Regions from separate parts of the Sus scrofa genome. Here region 2 is linked to region 1. Evidence: chromatin contacts called from public HiChIP or PLAC-seq data. All regions are on one chromosome and are shown on one strand. Each heading gives the region's core, a stretch centred on a gene start, on an enhancer-like site or on the middle of the called end of the contact. The rest is flanking DNA. Distances are from core to core; before and after follow the strand shown. Region 1 holds the start of PHC3 (polyhomeotic-like protein 3). Region 2 holds the start of SKIL (ski-like protein).

The links. HiChIP or PLAC-seq counts read pairs in DNA pulled down with a chosen protein or histone mark.
Region 2: a contact with region 1 is called in an H3K27ac HiChIP or PLAC-seq map of alveolar macrophages. The contact joins the promoter of SKIL here to the promoter of PHC3 in region 1. A contact is called at or near these places in 1 of 47 Hi-C or Micro-C datasets (embryonic fibroblasts) and 2 of 2 datasets of contacts at active chromatin or transcription factors (alveolar macrophages and skeletal muscle).

What each region holds. Positions count from the first base shown.
Region 1 is chr13:108,878,878-108,885,671 of Sscrofa11.1, reverse strand. PHC3 (polyhomeotic-like protein 3) reads left to right here and starts at 2,052. Exons shown (of 16, transcript XM_021069777.1): 1 at 2,052-2,147; 2 at 4,832-4,997. The coding sequence starts at 2,134.
Region 2 is chr13:109,027,724-109,033,708 of Sscrofa11.1, reverse strand. It overlaps SKIL (ski-like protein), which reads right to left and starts at 3,878. Exons shown (of 7, transcript XM_021069796.1): 1 at 3,702-3,878; 2 at 348-2,106. The coding sequence starts at 1,445.

The DNA.
Region 1 (6,794 bases), core at 803-3,302:
TCACCATAGGCATCTAATCACCTTGAGCCTCACTATACTTCCGCGCTAAATGAGAATGATAACTAGTTTTGTTGCGAAGATCAAATGAGTTTGTGGAAATCCTCTGCTTTTAGGAAAAGGCTATACAAATGCTGGTTGTTATATTGGGTTTTGAAATCTTTCTGAAAAGCAGTACTGATCTGACTTTACCCAATATATGTTCTGACTTTGAAAGCCAGTCTGCATGTGATGACAATAGAGATATAGGCCTTAGACGTTGAAAGGAAAGAGGGATGAAAAGGAATATTTTGGCTCATTTATTCTAAACATTCCCTTGAATTATGCATTTTTCACATTTAGGTCTAAGACTGCTTTCTTCAATTTTGTTTTACTAAACAAAAATTTTAGCAATACCAATAGACAGTTGATTCTTGAGAGTTGAATGACAATGGCATCATGAGCAAGTCAGAAAAGAAGAAAAAGTAGTATTTTATCTTTAAACATCTAGGAATTCCCATCGTGGCTCAGTGGTTAATGAATCTGACTAGGAACCACGAGGTTTTGGGTTCGATCCCTGGTCTTGCTCAGTGGGTTAAGGATCTGGCATTGCCATGAGCTGTGGTGTAGGTTGCAGACGTGGCTTGGATCTAGCATTGCTGTGGCTCTGTTGTAGGCCGGCGGCCACAGCTCTGATTAGACCCCTAGCCATATGCCACGGGAGCAGCCCTAGAAAAGGCAAAAAGACAAAATTAAAAAAAAAAAGCATCTATAGAGACTTTTCAAGGAGACTTTCTCAGTGCGTTCTCTTAGGAGTAGTAGGAAGGGCTTTGCTTTCAGATAGGAAAATAAGGTAAAGGAACAATGTCATCAAATGGTGAAAAGTGGTAAAGGGACAATATAGCTCATAAAGGAAGTGGTCTTTTCCCTTCCCTAAGTATATTGTGGATTTCCAAGATTAAGTATACTTTTTAGTAGATTGTACTACATTTTAAAATGAATTTGTATCATGAATTCATTATTCAGTTCTTGAAATTCAACTCCACCATCTTAATAAATGCAAAAAGAAGACATTGCTAATGGAATCCCCATTGTGGCTCAATGGGCTAAGGACCTGATGTTGTCTTTGCAAGGATGCAGATTCCATCCCTGGCCTCACCCACTGGGTTAAGGATCCAGCCTTGCCACAAGATGGCAGATGCAGGTTGGATCCAGTGTAGCCATGGCTGAGGCATAGGCCTCAGCTGAAGTTCTGATTTGACCCCTAGCCTGGGAACTTCCAGGCGCAGCTGTAAAAAGGGAAAACAAAACAAAACACACAAACAAAAAACCAAAACATTCCTTGTGATTGGTATGCTTTTTTTGGTGAAGGACAGTAAAGATTTATCATTCCTTAAACTTAAGTTTTCCAAAGCACTTAATGGGTATGTTTCAGAACATTTGGATTGTGAGGATAGCTCTATAAAACCCACTTAACTCTACAGATTAAGACTTGTTGGAAGACACGGACTTGTTTCACTTATCTTTACATGTTTGTCTCATCCTGCCTCAGAGTAATTGCCATCTATGCAGAGTGTAATAAACTACATTAGCACACTGGTGGACATTTCTGCTTGTTGCCTGCAGTATGGAAGCTTGTAATGCCCACTAAGCGCCCACTAAATTCATGTCAAAGATATGAATGATATTCACATGGTAGTCAGGATGATTCCTTAACTGGCCACCTCACGGGGGTCAGGAACACTGAGTTCAAGGCTTCGCATCCAATCATCGGCTTATTATTCTCTTCCACCTCACCTCTTTGCAGTTTGCCTATGCTTTGGTATATTTTAGATGTCCTTAAAATTTTTAATTTAACCGTCTAATCAGAACTTTTCATAACCTGGTTACAGATTCCTCTTCAAAAGGAGAAAGACCCTGGGCAAGAGAAAGCGAGTGTTTGTAGGTGAAACACCGGTATCTAAATTGGGGAAACCTGGTCAATTCCCAGAGCTGGCAAGGGTTGACTTGGGAGGGGGTAATTGGAAGACGAGGACTCCACGTGACTTCGGGGGCCAGAGGCTGAGCTGACCCCGCCCTTTCGCCCTCCGCTGCCGCCGCCGCCGCGGCCGCCAGGGGGGCGCATGCGCAGCTTGTGTTAGTGATGGAGGAGAGAAGATGGCGGAAGCGGAGTGAGTGACTTGCTGGTGACTGATGTCGTAACCGGGGGGCGAGTGGGGGCAGCGACACATCCCCCAAGGGGAAAGCTCAGGGCCTTTTCGCGGGCACTGCGGAGAAAGGGGGACGTGAGAGCTTCTTTATCGTGGAAGAGCGCGCTTCGCTCTTGTAGGGGGACGGAGGCGAACTGTAAGGGTCCAGCTGCCTCAGGCGGGAGCACCCCTTCCGCCGTCTGGTCCGGGATCTGCGGGGCCTTGAGCAGTGGGTTATCCCTCGGACCCCAACCGTTAGGGTCTTTCGGAAGATGAGCCCGGGTGGGCTCCTCAAGCGCTGTCATCTCTGCAAGTGGGCCCCGCGGGCAGCCTTGTTACGGCTGCCCGCGCCGGGGGCCCGCGGAGGCTGGGTAGGGCTGGGCGGGCACTGCCAGGCCTCCTTCGCGCTCTCCTCCTTCCCGCCCCGGCGCCACTCCGCTCCTCCTCAGTGGGAGAACCAGCGACTTGGGTCTGTTCGCCACCCTTCTCCCGGGAGGCTTGGAGGAGGTGTCCCAGCGCCGGCTTTAAGGAGGCGCGGGCTGTTGCTGTTCTGGCGAGCCTGAAAATACTCTGGAAGGAAAGCTCTTCTTTCCCTCGGGTCTCTGGCTGCAGTGTTGATGCCGCCCTAGAGGGCTACATTCTTGTGTGGTGTGATGGTATGCTTAGTTAGCGACTCAAACTTAGTGTTTCCTGGGTAGGCCGCTTGTGCAGCAGAACTGCCGTTTGTGTTCTGCAGGCAATGCTATGCATAGACGATGGAGTTACCAAAATTGCTCTTTTGTGCCTGGTCTCCAAATGAAGTGCAGTGGTTTGGCCGGTTATACCCACCGATATTTAGACTTGTGCCTAGAATTTGGATTCTCTGTGACCATTTTTGGTTAGTTACAGAACTGCTTACCCTCAGGTTTGGGGTTGAGGACGTGGCTGAGCAGAATAGTACTGTAAAGAGAATTTAAGCTGGCTTTTTGCATATCGTTGCTTCGTGGTTCAGAAGTGTTACTACAGGTAATAATTTGGTAAAAAGTTTATCTCCCACCCTATCTGTATGATGTTGAATAGTTAACCATGCGATGCTGTGATTTGATGATTGGAAGGCAATTTGAAAAACTACCAAAACCCCTTAAAAGTCAGAGAAGCGTAAAGATATATGTCATCTATTAATCAAAAAAAATTAGTAAGTGAAGAGTTGCCCCCCCCTCACTTTTCCTCTTATTAAATCAGGATTTTGTAACATTCGATTCCTGGAAGAGCACATAAGTACTATTTATATACATGATATAAGAACAAAGAAAATTTGTATATAAAAGAACACCATATGGGAATAATGCATGCGTACACAATTAGCGCCAAATTCCTTTGTCTTTTCACAAAGTGGAAAGTGTTCTTCATATAGTTTAGTCAATGCTGCTCATGTGAGGTGGGTCAGATTTTGTTTCTCAGAAGAAAAACACAAGGCAGATAAAACTGTATTCTCAAGTGTGCTTTTCCTCATTGTGGTGCATTTCTGACACTACAAAAAGTACTGTAATTCTAGTTTCTGACAGTATTAAGGCCTTCAGAGTTGATTTGAAATATAATTTTTGAATTTATTCAAATACAGATTTTGTATTTAGTGGAATTTTGTACCACAACAGTGAAATGTGTTCGTAATGTTGGAGGGAAAAGAATCAGTATGGTACAAAACTGCACTTTACTGTCTATACATGAGGAGAGTGACATAATTATGCTGCTTTCAAAATTTGAAGCAATTTTTTTGTGAAAAAGAGTTTTTTAAGAAGGTGGGGAAATTGTTTTCAGCTGCTTCTCATATTTATCCAGTCAGAGTAGATTATAATTCAGAGTTGTTAGATTTAGTAAGGACAGTTTTGTAGATGAATAAGGGGGAAAGCTGTGTGAGTTATTGAAAAATTATTATTTTTCAGATTTATAATGATTTTTTTTTCCTTTATAGCTGGTTTACAGTGTCAATTTTCTACTAAAAAATTATTTTTTAAACTTATTTTCTAAGAGAACTTATTTTCCTTTTTGGCCATGCCATCAACATGTGGAAGTTCCCAGGCTGGGGAATTGAACCCATGCTGCAGCTGCACCCTGTGGCACAACTGAGGCAACACTGGATCCTTAATCCCTCTGTTCCACAAGGGAACTTGCTAAGAGAACTTATTTTTAAAGTATATATGGTAACTAAAACCTAAGCTGATTAAGATAAACTAGCACAAGTGCATAGGCATCCTACTTTAATGTATAGATAATAACTTTAATTTGTAATTAGTATGGTCAAAAGAATACAAAGATATTTTGATAGTCTGATATTGCTTAAGGTTTAATTTTTCTAGGTAGTTTAAGTATCCTCTCATCACCTGCTTTGGTTTTAAAACATTTGTCTTCCTTCAACAATAAAAAGCTAAACTTTAGGTCAGGCTTTTTGTCTCAGTTACATATCCTGAATCATATGAATTAAAATTTAATAGATATGGACTGATAAATATATATATTTGTGAAGTGTTTTTGCCTTCTAAGTGTTTATGGTGACTGTGTGCTCTCTTTTTTTTATGAAGGCCTTATTAGAAATTTAGACTGTTGCTTAATATTTCTTAGAATAATTATTCTTTAAACACAATAAGATAACACTTTTGCCAATACAAACCCTTTGTGTTATCTGCTAGATTTAAGGACCACAGCACAGCTATGGATAGTGAACCAAACTCTGGAACATCTTCGGTGTCAACAACAACCAGTAGCACCACCACCACCACCATCACCACTTCCTCTTCTCGAATGCAGCAACCGCAGATTTCTGTCTATAGTGGCTCAGACCGACATGCTGTGCAGGTATTTCTGTTACCATGATGGGTATGCTAAAACTTAGGATGTCATACTTTTTACTTAAGCCACATGAACCTGAGTTACATGATACCCTCTAAATGAGTACAGTTAAAATTATTAATGTTTAAAATAACCAACAAGGTTATTTGATAATCACACTATTGAGTGAGCTTACATTTGTTAGCATGTAGCTTATAAAACACTATGTCAGGAAAATTATAAATTGGAAGGTCTGTAGATGCTGCTCTTACATGAAGACACTCAGCTGAGACCTCCAGCATGTAGAATGGCTCTAGGTTTTTCTGGGTTATTTTATATTTGAACCCAGAATATGGACTTAGGGAGATCTGTTCAGCTCTGTAGAGATGGTAAGAGGTTCATTTTAAACCCAAGTGGCTTAAGAACTAAGCAGGAAGATTCATTCAATAACTTTAAAGGGAGGGGCAGAGGAGGAAGGTACTATTTAATTAAGAAAAGTCTTAGGCTCTTCACTTAGGTGAGAAAATAGAGTTTACTCAGTTAACCTTTATAATAACGGAGGTTGAGGCATATGGTATTGAGTAAAAAAGGGCGTGGGCATTGTAATCTGATGTGCTCTTTGTTTGAATTCCATTTTCTTGATCAATAGTAGCTGTGTAGCCTTGGGTGAGAGGCATAATCTCCTTGAACCTCAGGAAAGTATAAAACGAGGATGAGACAATGTACCTAATTAGTCATGAGAATGAAAGGAAGCATCTAGAATTATGTGGGACATATTATATATACTTAGCAATTGCTAATATTTATTGAACAATTGCTATGTGCCAAGCATTTGATAAATGTTTTGTAAGTATTATCTGCATTTAACAGATGGGAACACTGATGTTTTAAATTGGCTAAATAACTTTCCTAAGCTCTCATAACTAGTTGGTACTCTGGCTTTAGAGTTGTGCCCTTAACCACTCTGAGTTCTTATTTTTTCCATTATGCTTGTTTTCTCTCTCAGATCTGCGTAATTGCCTTCCACCCTGAAAAAAACTTAGCTGTTTATGATGTAGTCCTCTCCATGATCCATTTTTCTAGAGTGGAGATCCCAGCATATTGGCTATTTAGCTGTTTCGTGGTTAGGATTCTGAAGTTACTGAAGTTAGAATCAGAATTGTTGGAGACCCAGTCAGTTCAGCAAAAATTTAAACTGGAATGAAGAGTGTGTTTTTAGTGTTCTTCACCTTTCTCTGAGGCAAAGGATATAGGGAGGAGTATGTAGATTCTTGAGCATACAGATGATGTGATATTTTAAATGCCATTTTGTTCTCTAGTTTTTACTTAAGCTGGACATGTTAAAAAAAAAAGTGTTACTGGAGAGTGTAGATATAGATATAGCTCACAAATAACACTAACTCTGATTCTTATGAGATCATAGAATTGCTTCCCTTAAAATGTAATCAAATCAATATTTATGGAGCTGCTTAAGTAGTTCTTTAATACCTTTCAGCTTTCTTTTTCAGTCCTGTGAATCCACTCACCTTGATCCCTTAGAGGAACAAAATAAGAACAACGTGCTGTATCTTTAACTTGTATTTAAAGAGTCTCTCTCCCACTGAATGAAATATGCTGACAATAGGAAAAATTATTATGACAGAAATATGTGCCAAATAGGTTATTTTTTAAGTTTGATTTTAGAATTTTATCATGGAATTAGAAGAACATATATAGATTCACCTGACCACACAGACATATTGTTATGATTCTAAATCACTCAATTCTGGTCTCTAGTCTTCTGCAACTAGAAGTCAAAAGCCTACATTGATTTTACGACAGGGG
Region 2 (5,985 bases), core at 2,629-5,128, 150 kb before region 1:
GATGTGGCTTGAGAAAAAAGCCCAAAATCCTCCACTCCCTGGCTATATAATCTTGGGAAAGACAATTGATCTTTCTGAGCCTCATTCTCTTTATCTGTGAAATGGGAATAACCCCACTTCTCTCAGGAGGTTGTTTGGACGATCAAATGACAACACACAAAGGAAAGCACTTTATAGCCTAAAATGTGTAACATAAACATACTACATAGATCAGTATTTTTTGCTGTTGTTGCATAAGCAGTAATGGTTTCTTAACATACAGCTTAAGTTATATTCTAAATAGAGACTTTTGATTTCAAAGTAACCATTACCATTATTCAAAATTGCTTAAAAAAAAAAAAACTTGCCTTGGATTGAGTTCTCTTCCCATTCCTCATGCTAAATTTCTCCTTCATTTCTTCTAAAATTATCTTCAGTTTCTTTTCTTCAGGCGTCCCCAAGTATTTTTGGTTCACATGAAGATAGCAATGCCATTTGGCTGATTCAAAGCCCCAGTGGCAAGTCCTTTTGTCGGGTGATCTGTGAGAATGCATCACAAACGTCTGGGGTGCAAACATTCCACAGCACTCCAGACACTGAATACATGGAGCATCAGGCTGAACATAAAATTGGGGTGCAAATAAACCCTGACATTTGCCCAGGCATTCATGTTCCACTTCAAAGGCACTGCCAGTTTCCTTTAACTGGGCCAATGAGTTTTTAGCAGGAAGTATACTACCATTTTGAGGGAAAGTGCGTGGCCGCAATAAAGCGTTACATAGTCTTTGGGCATCAGTTAATGTGATCAGCCCACAAGATGGGGCATTGAATGGAAGTATTCCCAGAACTTTTAAGATATGAAGTTGGTCTGATGTACACCTTGAACAATAGATGTACAATTCATCACACACTGTATTTATTTGCTGGAGTGAAAATTCTCGAAGAACTGAATTTAAAACTTGGGGCAAACAAAGTCTCTTTTCTCCTCCAACCTGAAAACAAGAAATAGACTCCCCTTCCAACACAGTCTGGGTGAGTTCTGTGGAGCTATCAGAAGGGATAAGTAGTGGACCAGGAAGAACCTGAGGAGATGGAAGAGGCAGAAATACAGTAGGTGACATGCTTTCTTGGGAATACCGAGCAGAAAACGCTGCTGGTCCACCCAGAGAGCTCTGACTACTTAAATGGAATTGTGCCAAGGTATGTTTCAAACTGGGATTTAAATGTAAAGGTTCAGGCACAGAGGCACAGGTTCGCTTGACATGCTCTTCATCAGTTTCCATTGGTGCTTCATAGTCATCCAAGTGTTCCTTCTTTACTGCTGGCATCTTGTTTATTATCATTTTTCCATTTGCATGAATGTCTGTCATCATTTTTTTCACTGGAGGACTGCCATCATCTCCCATCCCATTCAGTTTTTTATTTGAGCCCTGAACCAAGGAAAAACTTGTCTGTAGGTTTTCCATTGCTAAAAACTTCTGTGCTAAATAATTAGGTCTGAGATTTGCATTGTTATTTAGTTGCTTATTTGAAGAGAGAAAAGCAAGGTATGCCAATACTTTCGGTAACTTACTCCCACAGTAAATTCAAATTTTCAAAGAGAGATGTCCTTATAAACTACTCAAGAGATTTTGCAACTTTGTTTTGGTTCTGCTTACACTCTAGTATAATTTCACTGCAAGTGCTATAAAATTTCTTATTTTATGTCTAGTAATAAAGAAAATAATTTTCAGAAGCACACCCTCGAGGAAGTCTTTTTTTTTTTAATTCTTTAGGTATATGTACTGAAATAAAGTTATCAATTCTCTCAATTCAAGATGTCCCAATGGTTTCATTTGGTTTGAAGCACAACACGTAAAAAGTTTATGCAATTACTTGTGTTAAAATAATGCACCCAAATTTAATTTTTGGCACCAAGGACACCAGAAAAGGGGGGAGGAGCGTAGTTATCTTCTCTAAAAATTATGATCTCTTGGTCTGTGTGAACAAAATGAAGGCTTGTGCAATTCCTCACACCAGTAAGAAGAACCTCTGACTCCACTTGAATTTCTACAATTAAAAATGAAACTTAAAGAAAAATTGCCCAGTTATCTTCAAGGATTACTGTTCATTCTTCTTTTAATTAATCTGGAAGAGAAGGGGGTGGAGGAGTTACATTTGAATTTGCTCCAGAGGCCAAAGGGTCAGTTTGAAACTAGTTTCTTAATCTTAAACTGAGTTCACTTTACCAAAGGTGACACTTGAGTGATTTCTTTAAATCTAACACGAGTTAACTAGAAGAACCTTCTTTTAAATAGGAAAGCAATTTGGAGAATGGGTGAAGGGAGAAATAATGTCCTTCAAAAGAGGGAGGGCTACTCCAACTCAGAACAGGAAGAACCTTAAACAGATCATCTTAGTCAAAACTCAGTACTACAGACTTTCTCGATTATGCCATTTTAACTAAAATAATCTATTACTTCTCTTATTTTAAGTCAGATTCATCCAAAAAATCATATACTAGTTAACATATCCACCATATATAACTAAGTTACAACTTTAAGTGAATAATTCATCTAGTCAGTGTATGCTATTTTTCTGGAATGACTGTAGGAAAAAATTAACTTTCCCTTTAAAAGGTTAGCGAATTTGCTTAATGGAAGCCAAAAGCTATAGACACCACTCCTGGGAATCTCCATCCTTGAACAAGACTAATCCGGGACAAAAAGCACAAGGCAGACAGACCTCACAAAGAATGCAAATGGAGGAAGAAGGAAAAAGAAAAGATTCTTCTTCCACTTCCTTCTTGAGAAAAAAATCCAAAAGAAATCCAATAAAGAGAAATTTCTGCCTCCCAAACTCCGAGCAATTTACCTTACAACAGACCCAAAGGGTTAAGGACCAAGGCCACTAGCCAACGTACTGACTTTCACCCACCCACCACAGGAACACCCCTGCCCACGCAAGCGAAGGAAGAGGGCAGGAGGCATGACCTAGAATGGGGGAGCCCCCAAGCCCTGAAATCCTCCGCCCACGCAAAGCCACCCACCCATCTCAAATCCGAGGGGGAGGCAGGGAGCAGAGAGCAAAGGACCTGGGACGCCCTGGAGCGTGCAAGGGGGTGGTGGGAAGTGGAGGAAGAGGAGTCTCCCAACCCCCACTCGCGGTCTGGGAACACCCCAATGCCCTCCCAACACCGCTCCGCTGGGAGAACTGTGGAAACCCCCCCCCGCACCCTCTCCCCGGGAAGTTCTCGGGTGTTACCCTAGCAGCCCTAACGCTGCATCTACCCCCGCCCCGCGCCCAGGGCCAGAAGGGAGAGGGGTCAGCGGGCTAGTGGGGCGCGAATCGGGATCCCCGCGCCTGCGGGCGCCGACGCAGCGGGTCGAGCCTGAGGCATCCCCGCGGAGCGCAGACTGGCAGCTGGAGGGGGGGGTGGCGGTGACGGGCGTCCCGGTCTCCGGGGTCCCGACGGCTCCGGTCAAGTGCAGCGCCCTGCCCTTGCCCTAGTCCAGGAACAGCGAAGTATGACCTGCCGGGGGACACCCGACCAGCGCCCCCACCCCGTGGTCCCAACCCCACCCGGGACCCGCGCATCCGGACCCCCGACTCCGGCCTCCAAGCCCTGGGAAGCCCGACGAGCTTTGTTAACTCCCCACTACCCCCGGCGCCACCGTCGGGCGGCCCTTGGGGCCACGCGCCCTTGCCTCCTGCCGCGTCCCCACCGCGAGCCCGGGCCGCACCTGTGCCCGCCGCCGCCGCCGCCGCCGCCGCTCGCCCGCTCCCCTCGGCAGTGCCGGCGCCGCTCCGAACCCCACACACATCGCTACACACAGCCCTCTGACGTCACCGAGCCCTCGGCCCGCCCACGTCACTGCGGAGACACACGGCTTCCCGCAGACGCCGCCGCCGTCTCCGGCCGCCCGGGGGAGAGCGAGGGCGGCGGGGCCGGGGGGGGGGGGGGGAGGGAGGGAGGGAGAGGAACAGAGCCAGCAGCGGCACCGCGCGCGCGGGCCCGCCGCCGACGCCTCGCGGCTCCTAGCCCCGCGGGGACGCGCGCACCGTCTGGCCTATTGTGGTTCCAAAGGGCTCTCCTGGCCCGTCGTCTGGCGCGCGCGCCCCTCCCCCCAGGCGCGCGCCCCTCCCCCCAGGCGCGCGCCCGGCGCTCCTCGCCCCCCGCGCCGTCTGGGCGGCTGGCGCGCGACGCTGTCTGCGGTGCACTCGGCGCAGACAGGATGTTCCCTCCCCGCCCCACCCCCACCGCCGCCCTCCCTCCTTCCTTCCTCGAGTCGCCCAGCCGGCTGTCTGGCCGCCACCGCCCCGCCCCCGCCCCACCCGCTGCTCGGTGGTGACGGGCCAGACCCGGGGGCGCCCTGGTCGCTCGGTCGCTGCGCTGCAAGGCAAGTGGGGGCAGGGCGGCCGCGAGGTGCACTGTGCGCGACCCCAGCAGTCTGCCGGGCGGAGACAGGGCCGGCCCGGCCGAGGCCACCGCCCGAGGTCAGGCACGGGCGACCCTCCCCCCTGCGGGGGCCGCAGCTGGGCCGCCCCGCCCCGGAGGCAGCCGGGTGGCGGCCGCCCAGCCGCGCCCCCCTTGAGGGCCCTGCGCGCGGGGGCTGCTCCCCCGCCTCCCCGGGGCCTCCCGCCTGAGGGCCGCCCAGCCAGCTGCCCGCGCTGCGCTCCGCCCCACCCCGGCGGCCCCCGCCTTGCCTGGGCCGCCTCCGCCCAGACGCCTTCCCAGGGCTGACCTCCTCCGCCATCGGGCCGGGCCCGAGGGCTGGCCGAAGTTCCGGCAAAACCGAGAAAGAACATTTTTGTCTCTACTTCTCAGCTACCCTCCCCCCACCCCCTCACCAGACTGCTCTCTCGGCTCCAAAAGGGAGCTAGAAATTACATGTTTCTCAGTATTATACTGAAGGGTTTGGGGTTTTGTTTTGGAGAACACGAGAAAGCTCCTACTGAAGAGCTTTCGGCTGTAACCCTCAGGGCCGAAAAGAGTGGTCTCCTTGGTCAGTGTTTCGCGGCAGCCAGTTAGCGCATTAAACTCTGCGGAGCTGCTCCGTCCTATTTCGAAACACCAAGAAAAACCCCTTTTTTTCACCCCACCGCAAAATCAGGAACTGAAATAGTCCCCCAGGTCTCTGTGCACCGAATTCAGAAGACTCGAGCTTTGTCCCCCACCTTTTTAAATTTCTTTTTGTCCATTCTTATCCAATTTTTCCTGGCTTTGCTGCTTCGAGGTCACTCATGGGATCTACATTTGGAGCCAGCTGACTAGGAATATTGCTGCGCTCATAGATTATTTTTTTCCCCCTCTTTTCTCTCCAACCGGCCTACCAAAGGCTCACAAGCCTCTCGCTTCCTCCACTCCCAAGTTCTGTCCCTCACAGCCCCATCCCCCCCTGCTCCCGGGTCGTGCCCCTTCTTCTACCCCCCACCTTCCCCTCCTCCTTGACTGCCTCCTTTCCAGAACATGAATAATTCCGCAGCACTTCCCATCTGTTATTGCCATAGAGACAGAAGCTCAGCAAAGATAATGATGTTCTGTGCAGAGCCAGTGGGGGGAGAACAGCATCTGCGAGTCTGGGGGATAGATTTTTCTAACCTCGAGAACAGTCAGAAGGCCCAGCCGAAGGTCTGATGTAGAAGACTGGATAGACCTGAGACTTGGCATCTGGACAGCTCTGGGCATTTGGCTGGTGTCTAGCGAGAATAAACAGTTTTTAGAAGCCAAAATGACAAATTTTTTAAGAAGTGATTTCAGACTGCAATTAGTGATAAATGTTCAGTACTCGTTTACAAGCCATAAAAATAATTACTTGCTATCAACTCCAAAGACCTAAGGACCAAAATCAATTGGACAGTAAATAGACTTTTGAGAAATCAAACATTATCCTCTCCCCTGTTCTTTTGATTTGCTTCCCCAGGAATCTGTTTTTTGAGCGAAAGCTCTTTTGTGCTTGTGATTTCTGTACAGTGGTTTGAGAAATAGTGACAGGCAAATATGACTAAAGCCAATCAAGCTTTGAG